Regions from separate parts of the Mus musculus genome. Here region 1 is linked to region 2. A link is a contact called in public Hi-C data. All regions are on one chromosome and are shown on one strand. The core of a region is the stretch at or near the end of the contact, and the rest is flanking DNA. Distances in the headings are between cores, read along the strand shown.

What was found. A called contact is a pair of places that touch in the nucleus more often than the background predicts.
Region 1: a contact with region 2 is called in a Hi-C map of muscle stem cells, with 1.6 times the contacts expected there. The contact joins two enhancer-like sites. A contact is called at or near these places in 3 of 39 promoter capture datasets (embryonic stem cells and stem cell-derived epiblast-like cells), 1 of 15 datasets of contacts at CTCF or cohesin (pro-B cells), 4 of 484 Hi-C or Micro-C datasets (cerebellum, embryonic stem cells, muscle stem cells and 1 more) and 4 of 115 datasets of contacts at active chromatin or transcription factors (bone marrow-derived macrophages, embryonic fibroblasts, embryonic stem cells and 1 more).

Annotation. Positions count from the first base shown.
Region 1 is chr2:33,351,441-33,355,839 of GRCm38.p6, forward strand. All of the region lies in intron 1 of Ralgps1 (Ral GEF with PH domain and SH3 binding motif 1), which reads right to left. Among named protein-coding and RNA genes, the nearest start is that of Ralgps1, 18 kb to the right of the region's middle. Within about 2 kb of position 2,246, at least 83 of the 459 cell types and tissues checked have an H3K27ac peak or open chromatin away from gene starts, as enhancers often do. A contact at or near this core is called in muscle stem cells, where this site is marked.
Region 2 is chr2:33,272,190-33,276,750 of GRCm38.p6, forward strand. It overlaps Ralgps1 (Ral GEF with PH domain and SH3 binding motif 1), which reads right to left. Exons shown (of 20, transcript NM_175211.5): 6 at 3,957-4,046; 7 at 1,372-1,464. Among named protein-coding and RNA genes, the nearest start is that of Angptl2, 59 kb to the left of the region's middle. Within about 2 kb of position 2,737, at least 21 of the 459 cell types and tissues checked have an H3K27ac peak or open chromatin away from gene starts, as enhancers often do. A contact at or near this core is called in muscle stem cells, where this site is marked.

The DNA of each region.
Region 1 (4,399 bases), core at 996-3,495, 79 kb after region 2:
TGAAGGCATGGGTGAGCCAAACCCTGATAGCATGAGACAGGAGAGCTGTATCTACCCCTTGATCACTGCAATACTGGATGATCTACTCAGGACAGGGCTAAAGAGCTTGCCCTGGTGGTGTGGGTGCAGGGGAGTTGGCAGGCTGACCAGCTCAGATACCACTCAGGTCCAGATCCAGGGCTTTGAGTTGGCCGATCCCACATGTACCCTACCAATGAACCACTGGAACATGCGAAGAAGCCAGTCCTATAGATACAAAGCTCCAGGAGCTCTGTGACACAGGGCAACAACAGGATAGTCAAAAGGAGACCCACTGAGGTTCCAGGATTGATAGTATAGCAGAAGCCAGAGGCTTCAAACCAGATCAAACATTCACTGCAACGAACATTTGCAAGCAAAGAAGTATGGATAAAAGGGTATACTGTGGGATATACTATAGCTTTCACAACAAGATATTTTTCTTTTGGAGAGATTACAAAGGAGGAAGGCAGGTCCCAGGGGACAGGGAGATGAGTGGGATTACAGTACATGATGTGAAATTTACAAAGAACCAATAAAAAGTTTTAAAAAAGAAAGAGGATATGAGATAATGGTTAGATCATACTGTTCCCACATGGCCCCTCCCATTTCTAGGCACTCCACTGCCCCTGTGTCTGAAACAAACTCTACCCACTGCCCTATAGGACTCAGTCAGATGTGAGAACATGCAGAGTTTGCTCAGAAGGCAGCTGTGGGTAACTAAAGCTCTTAGGATAGGGCTGTGGGTGATGCCTGAGTGACCCTCTTCTGGATATCTTGGAAGGGTGGCCAAGAATGCGGCCACGCTGTGACCCAATCCAGTAATGAAGATGACACATGGTCCATCACCTATTTAATGGGTGCTGTAGGAAGTCTAGATGCAGTGTCAGCCTGGAGATGGACACACAGTAGGGACATTTACAGGAGGGTTGCCAAAGGAAGAAGTGGCCTTTCAAATAAGGCACCACACCAAGAATGGATGAGGGAAAGCGGCAACCCTCTCTGCCAAGGCTTTGCTCATAGCTGTGTGCAGGGTATCTTCTCCCCTGTTCACAACAGGCTACCCATGTGGGATAAGCTGGTAACCTGTGACCTCACTAGGGACATAGATCAGCCCAAAATGCCCTGGGGTTGGCAAGGCTGGGAAACTTCTTCCAGCTTGCAGGCAAGTGGGTGGCTACTACACCTCTCAAGAAACAGTGCTAGTGAGACAGACAGCAGACAGCAGAGAGGAGCCCATATGCAGAGCCAGGCTGACCTGGGCTAACCCACTCCACTGCTTGCTTGCTATACGCTTTCTAAGAAATCCACAGCTGAGTCCACGTCCCTTTATGCCCCACATGGTAAACCAAAAGAGCTTTCCAGCATCCTCCTTGGGAACCAACCCCACACAGGTGGCTATGTTTTAGGGAACACACCTACATGCTACATCAATTGCCCTTCCACTCCTCAGGATCAGGGCTGACAGGAGATGAAGCTAATACAAGAACCTGGAAATGCTGTCCTGACACGGCCTTTAATATTTTAGTGGCTGTTCCTAACCAAACAGAATCTTGACACTTCAGGAAACACTCTGCCTCTTCCCATACTCTTTCCTTAAACTCGGGGATGGGCACAGAGAGGTGGAAGCTGGGAGCCAGAGCAGAGCCCACGTTGGTTTCAGTGCAGTAAGTTATAAGCAGCTACTGTGTGAGAGACACTGGGTAAGACACAGCTGCCTTCAAGGAGATTCGAGCGTCTAGCCAAGAAGGTAAGGCAGAGCAGACTAAAAGATACAGATGCAAAGCATGGCAGGATGCAGAGTGTAGCCAGGATCATGAGAAGAGGCTCAACAAGCATCGTGAGTATTAAAGGAAAGAGCGTCCATAAACTAGGGTGGAAGGAGTGGGAGGGAATGGCCAGCACACCTACAGTGCCTAGAAGGCAACAGTCATGCCTGCACATCCTTGGCTCCCTCACCCCCAGCACTTCAGAGCCACCCAAAACTTACATGGTGATCTGAGCTCTGGCCACGGGTTTATGGCTGAGGCAGCTCAGGGTAAAGAAAGGAGCTGACCTGGACATGAGAACTCTCTGTGGTGAGTACACACATCCGACGGAGCGTGAAGACCAGTGTCTGAGTAGATAGCAACAGGAACAAAAGAGCAACAGCTGTCAGAGTGGCCACAAGTGTGGACCAGGAGGGAACAGACAAATGGGGAAGGAAACTCTCAAAAGGAGAACCAGAGGAAACCCAACCACAGCTTGATCTGGGACAGAGGAGCCTGTGCCAATCACACTCTGTCACCATAAGACAACACCAGAGGTGACAGATTTACAAAGAGAAAATATTTGGCTCATAGTACTTCAGTCCAAATAAAGCGAAGGCAGAATGTCACCAAGGGTCCATCAAATTAGGGCTAGGAGGCAAAGCTAGGAAGAAAGCAAAACCGAGGCTCCCATAAGGCTCACTGCAGGAGAGTAGCTCACTTGTCCCCCTCAGCTCTTTTTCAAGCAGCCCTACCTCCCAACTTCCCACCTCAGAGTAGGACCTATGGCTGAAAGGCATGATGACCTAGGGCCTGGGGTCCATCCCAAGCTCTCAGGCTAGCAACCCTGGGCCAGCCTCTCCACACCCACGCTTTGCTCCCCTGACAGCACCCCCCTCTCTCCCATCTACAAGAGCAGGCAACACAGACTCTGGGCACCAGCCTACTTCTCTACCAGCTACCATGGCCCTCCCTACTCCTCCCTCCCAGCAAACGCCACCCGACCACTGAGGTGGCACTGACAGGTCCTCAGAATCTCCTCCTGACTAAGGCTAGAAACATGAGGCCCTTTACCTCAAGTCAGCTGACAGGGCTCACAGCCCCTCATCTAAACCACTTTCTCTAGCCTTGGCATTCCCTTAGCCCCTTGGCCTCTATGAAGTCTGTGTCCTCGGTTCACTGACTGCTCCGTGGAAATCAGAAGTCCAACTGCCAACTTCTCCCTAGCTTCCCACTACTCTGCTGTCCCATGGTCATGCACACTAGCATACTAAGGACGCCCACCCTGATGAACACCACAGACCCCTCCTTAACCCTACTTACACACTGGCTACTCCACACAGCAGGCCTCCAAACAGGCAGAACGACCCTTCTGTTATGACTCTAGCCTTGGTGCACCTAACTTCTTCATCATCTGCTATGACCAGTTTATATTTTTTCAAAGATTTATGACTTATTATTATATTTAAGTCACTGTAGCTGTCTTCAGACACACCAGAAGAGGGTGTCAGATCTCATTGCAGATGGTTGTGAGCCTCCATGTGGTTGCTGGGATTTGAACTCAGGTCCTTCAGAAAAGCAGTCAGTGCTCCTAACCACTGAGCCATCTCTCCAGCCCCCAGTTTATATTTTTTAAAAGCACTTTTTTTTATGAGATATTTTCTTTATTTACATTTCAAATGTTGTCCCCTTTCCTAGTTTCCCCTCCAAAAACCTCCTATCCCCTCCTCCCTCCCCCTGTTTACCAACCCACCCAATCCCACTTCCTGGCCCTGGCATTCGCCTATAATGGGGCACAGAACCTTCTCAGAACCAAGGGCCTCTCCTCCCATTGAAGACTGACTAGGCCATCCTCTGCTACAGATGCAGCTAGAACCATGAGTCCCACCATGTGTTTCTTTGGTTGGTTGTTTAGTCTGAGGGAGCTCTGGGGGTACTGGTTAGTTCATATTGTTGTTTAAGAGCACTTTCAACATACATAAATTTATTTGTAAATGTACACTCTAAATTACACTTTACATTTACATACATTATAAGATGATTACAAATAAAAGATTATAGAGATAAAGATATGAGAATGTTAAAAATAATTGTATTTTACTCATTTCTGAAGTACTTTAGTAATAAAAGAAATTTTCTTAATGTCTATATAAACTTCTTCACAGAAGTACAATGTATGCAGAAGTGTACATGATACTCAAGGAATTCCCACTTCCAATCAGTACCTGTGTGGAGCCCCCACAAGTCCACGTGACCCTTCCATCATGACTTGCCTATAAGGGGCACACACTACTGTGGGTTGTTAGTATGGATTCACCTTGTCTCCTCCTAATCTATACAAAGGGTGTGTGCGCGGGAATGAACACTGTGGGTCACCCAGATTTCCCAGCTGAGCTGGTACTCTAACCAGGGTCACCACTCTACAGGATCCTAACAGGATGTGTGCCCATCCTACAACTGACAAGCTCTGGCCTGGCTTCCCATTTGGGCAATTAGTGTCAGCGCTGCTGCCAGCACTGCAGAGCAAGGCTTCTGGGACATGCCCGCCTGCCATTATGTGTGCCAGTCTCAGAGCTGGCTTGGTGCCACATGGGGGTGAGGGTTGTTTCTGTTTTTTCCTAGTGGCTATGCCA
Region 2 (4,561 bases), core at 1,487-3,986:
GTCAGAGCGCAGCCTCTAGGTGCCTGCATGACTCCCAGCAGCCCCATAAACAGTAAGCATCTTGACCATGAGAAAGCTGTTTTAAAAACAATCTCCAGAAACTTCTGAAAGAAGCCTCCCTGCTCAGATGGCCGTGGAATCACAGGGCTGGCAGTGACTGCAGAGACAGTAGCTTCCACATTTGCTCCAAAACCACCACTCATCTGTAGCTCACCCAGAAGCCCCAGATGCAAACAGGCTGCTCTGGTGGAGACTGGGTCAACTGCTTGGTACCCTCACTTTCTTTCAGCCCTAGATGGTCCCTAAGACAACTCTAAGGCCCTCTAGGGCTCACAAAGCACTGACAGAAAGCCACGACTCCAAGTCAATTGTCCAGAGCAGAAACAAGAAAGGAAGCCCAGGCTCTGAATGACATATGAACAAAATCTAGTTTCCAGACTCCAGGCTGACACTTCTCACATCAGTCTACTACAGCCAGGCATCTTGCACCTAGAAGAAGCAAGGCTCATTTCAGATTGCCTACAGCACTATCCTTATGCATCGTATAGGTCCCTGAGGCAGCCAAGTAGGAAACGGTCCAGGCCAAGGCTGGCAGAGAGAAGATAGGAAGTGAGTTAAAGAAACCTGTCTAGCAATTCTATAGAGTCCTGTCGGTCCCTGGGACATAAACAGGTCTTGAAAGGCCTGAGCTGTGCCCCTGTGAGAGACTTTGGAGCAGGCTGGCCAGGAGGTAAAAGCTAATAAGCTATGGAAATAGCGATTACTTCCCCCATGTCAGGCCCTGGGCCAGCTAAGAAGGATAAAGAGGTCTGGGATATTTTTAAAGTATTTTTGCAGCAGAAAAACTTTCCTACAGACTCAATTATATAACTATCAGACTCCACCTCTGAGCTGAAATTATCCAAGGCCTCAGGATGAAAAAAAATAAAAAAAGGAAAGAAAGAATTTTTTCCTATATGAGGGTCATAGGTTTCTCCAGAGAACTCTGAGCTACATGGCCAGTGACCCAGGGCAGCTGCAAGCCATCAATCCACAGACCTTCTCAAAGGCAATTTGGAACTTGCCAGAGACAAAAAAAAAACTGGCCAAGCCAAGGGTAGGAGTCACATGCTGAGCCTAGTCAGTATAGATGATGTTGAGAGGTCTAGATCCACATCAGCACCCTCCCCATTCCTGAAATCCAATGGGGCTGGGATCACTGATGCTATGGGGATGTCCAGAGGATGATGCCTCTTTAGTTCCCAGGGACTGTCCTGCCCTTAGCAAAGTATACAAGTAAGTGAGAGAAAGCCTGGGGTTTAAGCCATGCAGACATTCAGCAAGAACAGGACAGCCAAAATTGAAGGGACAGACCAAGGGAGGTTAACTTACAGCCCAGGTTTTTGTCAGCCTGAAGATGGGAGCACTTTGTAATGCTGACACCACAGACATGAGAGAATGAAGGTTGTTCAGTTCTAGAAGTTTCTGGGGGGAAAAAAGATATGGAATACATTATTTTGCTGCCATAGACAACAGAACAAAAACATGCTTGAGTGTTGCCAAATGTTGTCATAATTATGCAATTCAGTTACACTTAAAATATCTCACATAGAAAATATAGTGTAGGAAGTTCATAGGAAACATATGCTCATTTCCTCCCATTTTTTCAGAAGGTGTGTCTCCAATTTTCATAATCTGACTTGTTTGACTGCTGGACAGAAGCATGGCTCAAGACCAGATAATTCCTCTATGTTTTCTATAGCTGACTCTGAGTCTCCCTCAACAGGCAGCTGTGAAAAGACCCCAGTGTGCCAACAGCATCAGCAGCTTATACAGCAAATACCTTAACCCTGGATGGGAGAGGGGCCAGGGAAGATGTTATCAATCTGTATAATGGCTCACATCTGGGAAGGCAATGCTGAGGGTTCCCAGGCCCTTGACCATGAGCCCTTGAACCAGACACCAAATGAGTGAGGACACATGGTGTCACTTCAGTCTCAGTCAAGTTATCAACCACAGAGGGCCACAGACTGAGACACGGCAGAGTCAGAGCAGAAACACGTAATTTCTACGTTCTTGCCTTTAAGGCTGAAGCATCCTTGCTCATGGGATAGGCCCTATTTCTCATTTCTTTTGTGGGCACTGAAGCGTGGCCTTGTGCTCGTCAGTGTCCTCAGAGTTAAACTGAGCATGTCACCTGAGATGTAACATGTCTCCTCTACCTGGAAGGCTCATTCCCACTCCCTCACTACCTGTCCTGGGTACTTTCAGCCTCAGGTGGCCCTTCCTCTACCATGTCTTTCCTAAACATGTTCTCAAATGTCTGTGTTGACACATGTGTCCTCTGAAAGTGTGGATAAAGTGTGATCTACCACCCTGCATCTGGACCTTGCACAAAGCTCAGCTCAGTAGGCAAGATAAATAAATAAAAGCCTTTGGGCCTGGCCCCACAGTTCTGCGTCTACTTGGAAACATGGCCCTGACCAGACAAAACCAGTCTTCACTTAGACATGTGTTACACTCTGACTGTTTCCTATAAGAATAGATGTTCCTAGGGCGGTTTCTGTTGAGCATCTGACTTGCAGTGCCCGCCACAGACTCTGTTCCCGGAGTGACAACGCCTCTAGGGCATTATCTAACCTGTTCCTTTCTCTTTTAGAGACTGGAAAACCAATACTCAGGGAGAGAGGGAACCTACCCAGGACACACATGGGGCACAGCCAACATAATTGGCAGTAAGAGAGAAAGCAGAGATTAAGGAGGGGCCATTTGGGGCTCCGTGGGTGGAAACATTGCTCATTTCCAAACAGAAGCCCCATGAGGACTGTAGCGTGTGGGACATCCTCTTCTAACCCAGCCGTAAGCAGCACAAAACCTCTGTCCCTGCCAGTTAGACTGCTACCCTTAATCTTCTGGGAAGGGGGGGGGGCACAGCAACTTGGCTGAGGGTACATATAGTGGAGACTCCTGTTCTGCTGGCTGGAGGCCTCAGCATGGACCATCACCTCTCTTTGCGGCCCCTTCCTACTGTGCAAATGGGATGATACCCTGTGTACAGTGACGTCCCACACTGGCACGGCAACTCCCACAGAACCCGGAAGCAAAGGGCCTGAGTCCAGGGCAGTTTTGGTCTCCTGGTGGAAAGAACATGTCTTGAAGGAAGCTAGGAACTGGGTAGAACAACGCTGCCAAGGGGACTCTGGCAGACCCAGGGAGTGAAAGCAGGGGACTAATACTGAGTATGACAGTGGTCCAGGAGAGCCACAGCATGACACAGTCTGATAGGCAGAGATGAAAACAGAGGAAGGGAAGGAGGGCCTGATTTGAAGAACGGAAAGAGCCTATCAGAACAGAGGCAACATGGTCAAATGTCCAGGCCTTATCTGAGAATGGGTGTGGGGGCCACTGTGGATATGACTGTGCAGGACATGCCTGGATCAAAGGCAGTGGGCCTAACTACATACATTGGCCCCCAGCACTGGCAAAACCCAAAGGGGAATGAATGAGTTCCAGGGAACCACTGGGCCACAAGCAGAGACCACAGGTCTAAGTAAGGGGAGTAACTGGCCATAGAATTATAGGATAAGAAGGAGCATATTTCTTTTTTTCTTTTTCTTTTTTTTTTTTTTTTTTTTTGTTTGTTTGTTTGTTTTCTGAGACAGGGTTTCTCTGTATAGCCCTGGCTGTCCTGGAACTCACTCTGTAGAGCAGGCTGGCCTCGAACTCAGAAATCCACCTGCCTCTGCCTCCCAAGTGCTAGGATTAAAGGCATGTGCCACCACGCCCGGCTGAAGGGGCATATTTCTAAGGCTCACAGAAGGCACTAGCAGCCAGGTAGAGCTCACATCTGGCTCTGCCTAGGGAGATCAGGCCACAACCTCCCACCCACAGTAGGTACCCCTGTCCAGCAGGCTCAAGGCAAAACTTCTACCAAAGTTCTTAGGAAACATATTTTGAGAAATAAACAAAGAGCTTACCTTGGCTATTTTCACAAAATGGCTCAGGATTTCTGCCCTTATTTTTAAAGTCTGTGCTGTTAGAATTTCTCGTACGACCCAAAAACTGACCTGTAGAGTTAAACACACACACACACACACACACCAGAGACGTGGTTAAATGCCGGACTGCTCACATGACCCTTTGCCCACCATCACTGTAGGATTTCCGTGAGGCCAGGCAGCTTTGAGAGCATGGCCTAATGTCACATGAAGTAGACAGTTCCATGTGGCACCTAATCCCAGATGGCCCCCATCCTCCTGTCCTGCCTCTCCTTAACAGTGAGAGCAGTGTTGGGCTCCACTACACAGGCCAGTGTCTCTGCAGCTGCCTCAGAAAATAGTGAGATGACACAGTCTTGACTCTGCTCAGAAGAATCCAGATGTGGGGAGAAGATGGAATAAAGAATGGATGAACAGATGAAGGACAGACAGATGGATGTTCAGACAAAGGGAACTGTCTACTTACTACACCTTCCATAAATCCACATCCCCAGCCAATCCCAACACAAGGAGGATCTGCTGATATCTGCAGAGCTGCAACAAACTTCACTTTGGTTTTTTGCTTTTGGTTTTTTGAGACAGGG